Linked DNA regions of Mus musculus: region 2 is linked to region 1. A link is a contact called in public HiChIP or PLAC-seq data. All regions are on one chromosome and are shown on one strand. Each heading gives the region's core, a stretch centred on a gene start, on an enhancer-like site or on the middle of the called end of the contact. The rest is flanking DNA. Distances are from core to core; before and after follow the strand shown. Region 1 holds the start of Pde4a (phosphodiesterase 4A, cAMP specific). Region 2 holds the start of Acp5 (acid phosphatase 5, tartrate resistant).

Region 1 (4,981 bases), core at 1,717-4,216:
GGAAGAATCAAGCTACCAAGAGTCCCTCCAGGGCGCCCAGCCTTTTGAAAGTGTAGCTTCCTAGTCCTCCAGAGCCTTCAGGATGCCCACAAAATTCACAGGGTGGAGGGCTGGCCTTGGACCCGCATGTGGTACAGCTGCCTCAGTTTCCCTGCTGGTAATATTCTTGACCCCTCAGCTAACCAGGATTGTAGTAGCATCAAGGCTTGGGGTGTTTGAAAACAAGGCCAAGCCCTATCTGCTCTTTTTTTCTTTAACAATTTTTATTTTGTTATTCATTATATGTTATTTGTTATTTTTGTTTGTTTGTTTGTTTTCCTCATTATTTATTGTGTGTCTGTGTTTTGGTCAAAGGACAAATTTTAAGATTCAGTTTTCTTTCTACCATGTGGGGTCTGAGGATCTGCCTCAAGTGGTCAGGCATGGCAGCAAGCACCTTTACCGGCTGAGCCATCGCACCAGCCCACTACTTGTGCTTTCTAGCTATTCCTCATCTGAATCCTCCCAGGGCATCCTAGCCCTGCCCCCACATCTTGGCAAGCTCTCAGTTAGAGAGCCAAAGAGCTGAGCTGGCTCTGACTACCAGCCCACCCCTGCCCAGGCTCACTTCCCAGGTCCCATCTTTGTAATGACAATCTCTCCTATCCCCAACCCCACCCACTCCTTTGGAGGGTTCTAGGGTCTCTGCTTAAGCCATGATATATTTTTTTAAAGATTTATTTATTTATTTGTTATATGTAAGTACATTGTAGCTGTCTTCAGACACTCCAGAAGAGGGGGTCAGATCTTGTTATGGATGGTTGTGAGCCACCATGTGGTTGCTGGGATTTGAACTCTGGACCTTCGGAAGAGCAGTCGGGTGCTCTAACCCACTGAGCCATCTCACCAGCCCAAGCCATGATACTTATTTCCAGATGAGAGTAAAGTCCCCCCTCCCACACTCCAGCCTCTATTTAGTTCAAGTCCAGCTTGATTCACCTCAGTCCTTGAGCCTTCAAATACCTGTAGCCTAGCCCTTGCCCAGTCCACACCTCCAGGTCACCGCCCTATGACCCTCGTCCAGAGCTGTGGCCCATGGTTACAAGGTAACAGCTGGGCAACGTGACACTTGCAAATGCTTGGGGGAAGGTTCCTGAGAAAAGTAGGGGAACAGATACAGTTCTGGCTTTGGGGAACACCTGGGGCTGTTGGTGGGGGGCCAGTTCTTATGCCGCGCTCCTTCACCCACGCTAGGAGTCCCCTCCTGCTAGAGAAAAGCGGTTGAGGAAGTTGGAAATTGGGAAAGGTTCAATTGCCTGTGTGTTAATAAGAACGGGGGTGGGGGCAAGAATACAAGGCTTGTCCCCCTAGACGACCAGGAGAGGTGATGTAGGGGGCGAGGGCTTGGGCCAAGGGACATTGCAGCACCTGAGCAGCGATCTAGCCTGGGAGGGAAGTGAGAAACGGGAGGGCACACAGCACTCCACCCCCCAGCCCAGCAGCCATCGGGGCTCAGCCAGAGCCGGGAGGAGGGATGGCGACTCGCTCGGATTCCCACTCGCTCTTTGCTCGTTCGCTCGGCACGGCGCTGAGGGAGGCGGGAGCGTGAGTCACGGCAACTCCGGATTTAGGTGCCGGAAGGGGGGTTCTGAGGGCGGGGGACGCGGGGAAAAGGCTCCGATTGTTTACTCGCCTGAAAACGTCAGGGGTGGGTTTCACCCTCCAATGCTCTCCTATCCCAGCTACCCCTCCCACCTGCCTCAGTTTACCTTTCGAAGAACAGCTTAAAGTCTTTAAAAATTAAAAGAAGAGGGGGCGGCGATTGGGCCAGCGGGATTCTCAGTGGGTAAGGGCGTTTGCCTCCAAGCTTGCCTATTTGAATTCGATTCCCAAGGCCCACTAGGGAATCGTTAGGAGAGAACTGACTTCTGCAGAATGTCCTCTGTCCTCTCCTATCCTCGGCATCTAATGGGTATTCGCAAGGACTGAGGGTGCACAGCTGGACCAAATCTTGCTGCAGTAGTTGAGATATGTAGCATTTGGATGATGAAGTGGGAGACTCGAGTTCCCATACACACACACACACACACACACACACACACACACACACACAAATAATGTAATTTAAAAATTCTGAAAGATAAGAGGTAGCGATACCTATATATTAGTCACAGGGGGACCCAAAGGGACACACTCCCATACCTCCAGATGCCTCCAGGCCGACCATACACCAACATGCGTCCTCAGTCACAGACAACTGAGGAAGAATCACGTGCACAACTCGCACCAGCATCCTCCCATTATAATGACAATACAGCGCCGGAGTGCGTGGGAAGGTGTGCACAGTCCTGGGCCACCGGAACAGACCCCACGGGACGCTCCGCCCTCCCGACGGGTCGTACACGTGCGCGCGCCTTCTTACACCCCCCCGACAGCAGCAGCGGGAGCAGTCACCACGTGCGCGCACACACTTCCAGGCGTCATCGAAAACATAGACAACCCTCGGAAGGGGCCACGTGCGCTCACATCCCGCCAGGCGGTGGAGGAGCCACACGCTGTCATTGGTCCTGCGTGCAATACTGTTAGCTTGCAGACACCGCGTCCTGGTGGCACGAGGACCACTCCCGCAAAAGGGGACCTGGGATAAAGGGTGACAGGGGTTCTAAAAACGAGGATACGACAGCCCCTGACTCCGCCCTAGCCTTGATGGATGCGGCTGAGTGACACCCCGCCAACCAGTCGGATGTCTTCGTCCCGATGCCATTAACCCTTTAACTCTTCGGTCCCTGTGCGTTGTTTGCTGCTCCAAAGGGCTCTTGGAGATTGGCGCGCGTTGGCGCCCCCTCCCCGGCGGGAATGGGTTGTGCGTGGGTGTGGAGGACCGCCACCCTCCTCTCCTTGGAGGAGGAGGGGGTGGCGCTGTGACAGTCGCCAGGCGGGCGGGCGGGTGGGGGGGCAGGGAGGGGCGGGCCGGGGCGGGGAGTCGCGGCTGGCGCCGGGTTCCGAGAGCGCAGCGGGCTCCAAGCGCCAGGAGGACACCGGCGCCGCCGCCGTCCGCGTTCTCCGTCCTTGGGCGCCATGGCCCCACTGAGGCCAGGAGCTCCCGTGGGTCCCCAAGCACCTCGGCCGTGGCGCCACTGAGCTCGGACAGGCCAGGGGACGTTTTTGCCCCCGGGCACCCCACAAGACAGAGCGGGAGCCATGGAGCCTCCGGCCGCCCCCTCGGAGAGGAGCCTGTCTCTCTCTCTTCCCGGGCCCCGAGAGGGCCAGGCCACCCTGAAGCCGCCCCCCCAGCACCTGTGGCGGCAGCCGAGGACCCCGATCCGCATCCAGCAGCGCGGCTACTCGGACAGTGCCGAGCGCTCAGAGCCAGAGCGCTCGCCGCACCGGCCCATAGAGCGCGCCGACGCCGTGGACACTGGCGACCGGCCAGGCCTGCGGACTACCCGCATGTCCTGGCCCTCGTCCTTCCACGGCACCGGTACCGGCGGAGGCAGCAGTAGGCGGTGAGACTCCCCCGGCGAGCGGAGCGCACAAGCGCTCGAGGGGCGCCACGCGCAATGCTGGCCAAAGGGGGCGCTGTGGGGCGGATGGGGGGGCCAGCGTGACCCGCGTGGGTGGAGAGAGGGGGCGCCACTGCACCAGAAGCCCTTTAACTTATGGGATACCCAGGGTAAAGTTGAGGGTCGGGGGGATCCATGCTGTTTTAGGGCTCTCTACAAGCTTAGCCAGTAATGGTACAGAGCAGCTGCTGGAATGGGAGTACCTCTTGGAGAGACTGACTGAGGCTGGACTAATTGTGGGGTGTCCTAGGGAACATTCGATAAGGGGTGACTGAAGAACCACGCTGGATACTTCCCATGGGGTAGCACACTAGACGCTAGTGGGTGGAGAATTGGATCAGGGCAGCCCTACAGTAGCTGGTGTTAGTCCAGGCTGTATTATGACTTGGAACAAGCCCTAGCCAGGCAGTTAGGGCTTCATGGCACCCCAAGGTGCCCCATGGACCTGTGCCAAGGGCATGTGAGGTCCCATCAAAGAAGAATTCCCACCTTTCTGAAGTGACAGATGAAGGTGTGTAGAGTAGCTGGGATTCCTGCCATGGTAGCCTCAGGGAGGGGTCTTCAGTTGTGTGTGACAGGCTGGGGCTGCCTGTACTTGGGGCTCTGCCTAACTCTGCTATGAAGACAGTGATTGTGACAGTGGCATTGTGCTTCTGGGCTTCTGTAACTGTCCCAGGGTGACTATGTTGGTGTCTGTCACAGAGCTGTAACAGCATGGCTGTATCTGTACTCCACAGAGTGCAGTTGTGACATGATGACAGTGATGGCTGGCTCTGCCATAGTGTCTGTGGTGGTGACAGAGTAACTGTGTCCTTGTGGGACCATGGTTAATGTGGCATAGTGACTGTTTGCTTCAAGGACAGCAGATCGACAGTTTCCATGTTCCAGGGGACACCTCCTTGCTGGCAGGATATGTTCCACAGACTCAGAGCTTTGGGGCTGTTATATGTGCCAACCTTCCCTGAGGCCCTGTGAGACAATGTGACCACTCTTGTGGTCAGCCGAGGCTGGCCTTGAACTTGTGACGGTCCTGCTTTGGCTTCCTAAGGGCTGAGATGGCAGATGCGCACCACTTTACCCAGCTCAGTCATGCTGTCACCTCTATCTAGTGGCAGCTCTAACAGTCATTACTCTGGCCGATAAGCCATGCATCATCTGCCCTGTGTACCTTAATTACCAGTGTCTTCTTGACATAGATAGTCCCAGTGATCACAGCCACTGTAAGTGGAGCCTCGGGGCTCTGACTGAGTTCACCAGGCCCCGGGGTGATGGACTTCCTACATTCACTCACAACTGCCTATTGCCTGAGTCCTAAAACAGGCCCCCTTAGACTATTACTGCAGTCTACCTACATCTTTCTGGGGAGCCCCCCCCCAGTTCCTACAGCACTCCAGCACTCCAAGGACACCCCTTCCTTTAGTACTCCTCAGTCCCAGCAG
Region 2 (4,590 bases), core at 9-2,508, 970 kb after region 1:
CTCTGGGGCAGAAGTGCATCATTGGGAAAGATGATGCATTTTCTCCGAGGATTGTCCAGAAGCCCTCCCCTTGGGTCATGTGAGCACTGGACTTCCCCAGAACTGGAAATGGGGCTGGGGCGGGGGCACCCAGGCCAGACTGAGCCGTGAAAAGTTTCTCGAAGCCAGCACAGTCAGCCAGGGTCTGATGGTAATGTGTACTGGGCATCTGTAGGTCCCGAGTTTGACTGTTCACTGCACTGAGGCTGTTCTAGGCTGAACGTCTGTGTTTTCACACCCTTGGCTGTCTGTAACTCGCTGTCACTTTTTCTGGGTGGGTGTCTCGACTCTAGCATGGGAACCTCAGTGGCTTGCCTGTGACATACACTCCAATTATTTTTTTTTTTTTGTTTTTGTTTTGAGACAGTGTCTCAAGAAGCCCAGGCTATCCCTAACTTCCTCCCTGGGTAGCCAAAGATGAGCCACTTCCAAGTGTTGGAATTACAGGCCTAAATAATTCCTCTGTGGCGCCCATGTAACAGCCCCCTGTCTCCTCTGTGTTTTGTAAGTCCTAGTGCAAATTGTGTATCTGGAGTCATCTAAGTGTGGGACTGTCTCCGAGTTCCCCCTCGCCATCATAAACAGCAGCAATAACTGCCTTTTCCAGGAAGTTCTGTCCACACTCTTCCATGGCCTTTCCCACACCCGGTTTCCAGCCTAAGGAACTTCCAGAAGGCACACACCACGTGGCTGGCTGTAGCCTTTTGACCTTGGCACCTACAGCAGTCAGCTGCAGGCTGTTTCGACCGCAGAGCCCAGCGCTGTGGTGGGTGTGGCCAGCTTCCCACCTCCTCCCCTCCCTCCTTAACTTCACAAGCCGCCCAATCTTTCCAGACTCCTTCCTTGAACACTCACCACCAACCCCTCCGGTCCCTGCAAGCTCGGATTCTGGAATCTCTCGTTCCGTGCTTTGCATAAAGGCTCAGAGAGGGTCAGCGACTCACCCCAGGTCACCCAGCGAAGAGTTTGCCTTGCATTCCCCACTCGCACCTCTCAGTAGAGGCGAACAGGAAGGAAGTGGGGTGGCCCCAACAGACAGAGACCCCCTCCCCCGTGGGAGGCAGAGCAAGGGCCTGGCGGGCGAGTCTCACCTTGGCGGTGGGTCCAGGACAAGCTGTGCTACCCAACTGAGCTGCGGATTCGCGGCGGGTCGCTCCGGGCTGCACGAGTTGGGAAGAGGCGGCGCGGGCCAGCCTTCGCCCACGGCTCCCTGCCTGCCCTACAGAGTCCAGAGTTGCAGAGGGCGGGTGCCTCGGTTTCCCCGCCCCAATCCTGCCTCAGCCATTACCTGGCGCCTCGCCTCCAAGGTTCAGAGTCCCAGGAGTTAAGGGAGACCCGGGACCTGATTTCAATACCACCTGCCTTCGACTTTTGGGGTGCTCACAGCCTCTGGTGGCCGCGCAGGGGAGGTCCAGCCCCGGACTGAGCCAGGCTCGGTCTCCCGGTCTTTAAAATGGGTGAGAAGATACCAGGCTGGTGGCAGGTCAGCGGTGGAGGGCTTGCTTGGCCCCAGAGCGGCTCGGGTTCCATCCCAGCAGTGGGTTTGGGGCGCGCGGGGGGGCGGAGGAGGGGATTTGACTGAGCTATCTGTGCCAGATAACAGCCACCTGTAAAACAGGCCTTCAAGATTGATCGGGAGAGAAGGAATTTAGGCAGAGAGGGACCCAGAGGGGCGGAGCAAAGCCATCCTCTTCCGCACACTGCAGGTCTTTCCTGTTATTTCAAACAAGAAATTTTGCCGGTTTGCAGGGAGGCTGGGGTGTGACTCAGTTGGTAGAGTGCGTGCCAACACGTACGAAGCCCTAGGTCACAGACGCAGGCCGGTATACACCAGGTGCGCAGTGTAACCCTGGGCCGTGGAGGTCAGAGGGTCAAGAGTTCATGATAAATCTCAGCTCCATAGCAAGTTCAAGACCTGAGACTGTCTCATTCATAAATAAATAGGTTGTCCTTAGAATTCCACAAAATAAAGCTGGGCCAGAATGGGACTCACTTCTTTAATCCCATCACTCGAGAGGCGGAAGCAGATCTCTGAGTTAAAAGGCGGCCTGATCTATATAGCAAGTTCCAGGATATCCACAGCTACACAGAGAAACCCTGTCTCTAAAACCAAAACAAAACCTAAACAGAACAACAAAGGAATCCCAAAGAATAAAGTCTGGCGATGGGCCTTCGAGATGGCTCAGAGCGGCACTTTCTGGCAAGACTTGAGAGCCTGAGTTCCATCAGGTTTCCGGAAGGAGAGCACCGGCTCCCAAAAGTTGTCCTCTGACCTCCACATCCGGGTTGTTGCCCTACCAATAATAAGTAAGTAAATAAATGTAATAAAGATTTAAAGAGTCCTGGTGTGGTAGATCATGTCTGTTAATGGCAGGAGGATTGGAGTGAGTTTGAGACAACTGGGCTAAATAGGGAGGACTGGGTCAGCCTGGGCTAAAGTGTGAGATCCTGTCTAAAAAATACACTTCCCCAAAAAATGAATTCCTGAGAAAAAGAACATAATCCCAGGGGTTGCTATCTTTCACATGCCCAGTGCACTCATAACTGTACACTGCTCCAGTGGTTATCTCTCACATAGCCCAGTGCACTCATAACTGTACACTGCTCTTGCAGAGGACCAGGTTTGGTTCCCAGGACACATGCGGGGAGGCTCACAACTGCCTGTAACTTCAGCTCCAGGTCAACTGATGCCTCTGCAGGCCTCCGAAGGCACCTGCACTTGTGTGCATATAGACTCACACAGGCACCTGCACAAGTGAAAAGAATAAATAAATCTACACACTCCTAGAGACCTGCCGGTAGTTAACAGGTACCGAAGGATGGAGAGGCAGTTTCTTCAGTGGTGAGATTCCCATGCTCCTGTAAGCAAGCCTTAGGAAACTCACGCGCACACACACACACACAGTGCGCACATGCGTGCATGCACGCGCACACACACACACACACACACACACGCACACAGTGCGCACATGCGTGCATGCATGCACGCACACACACACACACACACACAGTGCGCACATGCGTGCATGCATGCACACACACACACACACACACACACATGTTCACAATCACTACACAATCACACAACGCCATGGAAGCAGAGAGGATTGGGAAGACCTTTGCAGGGGAGCCTGAGATTGTCCCTGGAGCCCATGTCAAAGCGGAGGGAGAGAAACATCTGCACAAAGTTCTCTTCTGATCGCTACAGTTTTGGTTTGTTTGTTTGTTTTGCTTTGTTTTTAAAGATTTATTTATTTATTTAATGTAAGTACACTGTAACTGTCTTCAGACACTTGTTAAGGATGGTTGTGAGCCACCATGTGGTTGCTGAGATTCGAACTCAGGACCTTCGGAAGAGCAGTCAATGCTCTTAACCACTGAGCCATCTCTCCAGCCCCCTGTTTTGTTTTTTTAAGACAGTGTCTCGCTGTGTAGCTCTAGCTGTTCTGGAATTGGATAGGTAGATCAGGCTGCCCTTGAACTCACAGAGCTATGTCTGCCTCTGCGTCTAGAGTGCTGGGAGTAGAGGCCACTGTGCCTGGCTGACCTCCACAGTCTTTCCATAGCATCCATGTGAGCCCACACATATATCATGCACATAAATATTAAAAATTTTAAATCCTGAAGTAGAAGAGGGTAGGTGCACACCACACACACACACACACACACACACACACACACACACACACAGAGGGAAATCTTCATCTGATGTCTCAATGATGTCATGTAGCTTTGAGCTAATGTGTGAGCTCCCCCACCCCTCCTACCCCTCATTCCCCATCCCCTAACCACCTCCCCCCCCCCCACTTCCTGTGTGCCTCTCCCTGAACTGCATAGCTGGCACTGATGAGCTAGGTATGGTGAGAGGGCTCAGTGTGTAAAAGTGCTTGTTGACAAAGATGAGGGAAGGACAGATGGACCGGGCCTCCAAGTCCTGTACACACATACCTACATATGCCATACACACGCTGATGAAGTTAAGCAAATGGGCGCAGACACAGCCGGGCAAGGTGGCCACGCCTGGGATCCCAGCACTGGGAAGGCAGAAGTCAGAGGACCATGAACTTCAGCCTCAGAGCCAGAGGCTGCATAAACAAACAAACAAACAGGTTGGAGTCTGAGGAGACCAAAGAGCCAGCGGTGGAGCCTGAGTATGGTGGGAATTCCAGGCCACCAGGAGGACACTGGTGGAAAGCTGGTAAAATCTACAGACATTTTAGGGACCAGGCTGGCCTCATCCCCCGGGGAGTTGGGGATGACTTTGAACTCCTGGGCTTGCAGAGCACTGAGGATCAGTGTCACAAAGCCTGCTCGTTTGTTTGTTTGTTTGTTTGTTTTTAGGCAGTGTCACAGGAACTCGCTAGGTAGACCTGGCTGGCCTCAAATATCCAGAGGCTGGCTTGCGCTCTCAAGTGCTGGGACCAGAGGCGTGCTCCCCATGCTGTGCTCTGCTTATTGTAGTTTTTTGAGATTAGGATTTGTGGTTAGTCCAGGTTGCCCTGAAACTCCTGGCCTCAAGCCATCCTCCTGCTTCACCCTTCCAAGGAGCAG

The links. HiChIP or PLAC-seq counts read pairs in DNA pulled down with a chosen protein or histone mark.
Region 2: an H3K27ac HiChIP or PLAC-seq map of thymic regulatory T cells shows a contact between it and region 1, with 6 times the contacts expected there. The contact joins the promoter of Acp5 here to the promoter of Pde4a in region 1. A contact is called at or near these places in 1 of 39 promoter capture datasets (liver) and 2 of 115 datasets of contacts at active chromatin or transcription factors (microglia and thymic regulatory T cells).

Annotation. Positions count from the first base shown.
Region 1 is chr9:21,162,748-21,167,728 of GRCm38.p6, forward strand. Pde4a (phosphodiesterase 4A, cAMP specific) reads left to right here and starts at 2,967. Exons shown (of 15, transcript NM_183408.3): 1 at 2,967-3,485. The coding sequence starts at 3,181. Gm36118 (a long non-coding RNA gene) reads right to left here and starts at 2,921. Exons shown (of 3, transcript XR_870565.1): 1 at 2,182-2,921.
Region 2 is chr9:22,130,607-22,135,196 of GRCm38.p6, forward strand. Acp5 (acid phosphatase 5, tartrate resistant) reads right to left here and starts at 1,259. Exons shown (of 5, transcript NM_001102404.1): 1 at 1,131-1,259.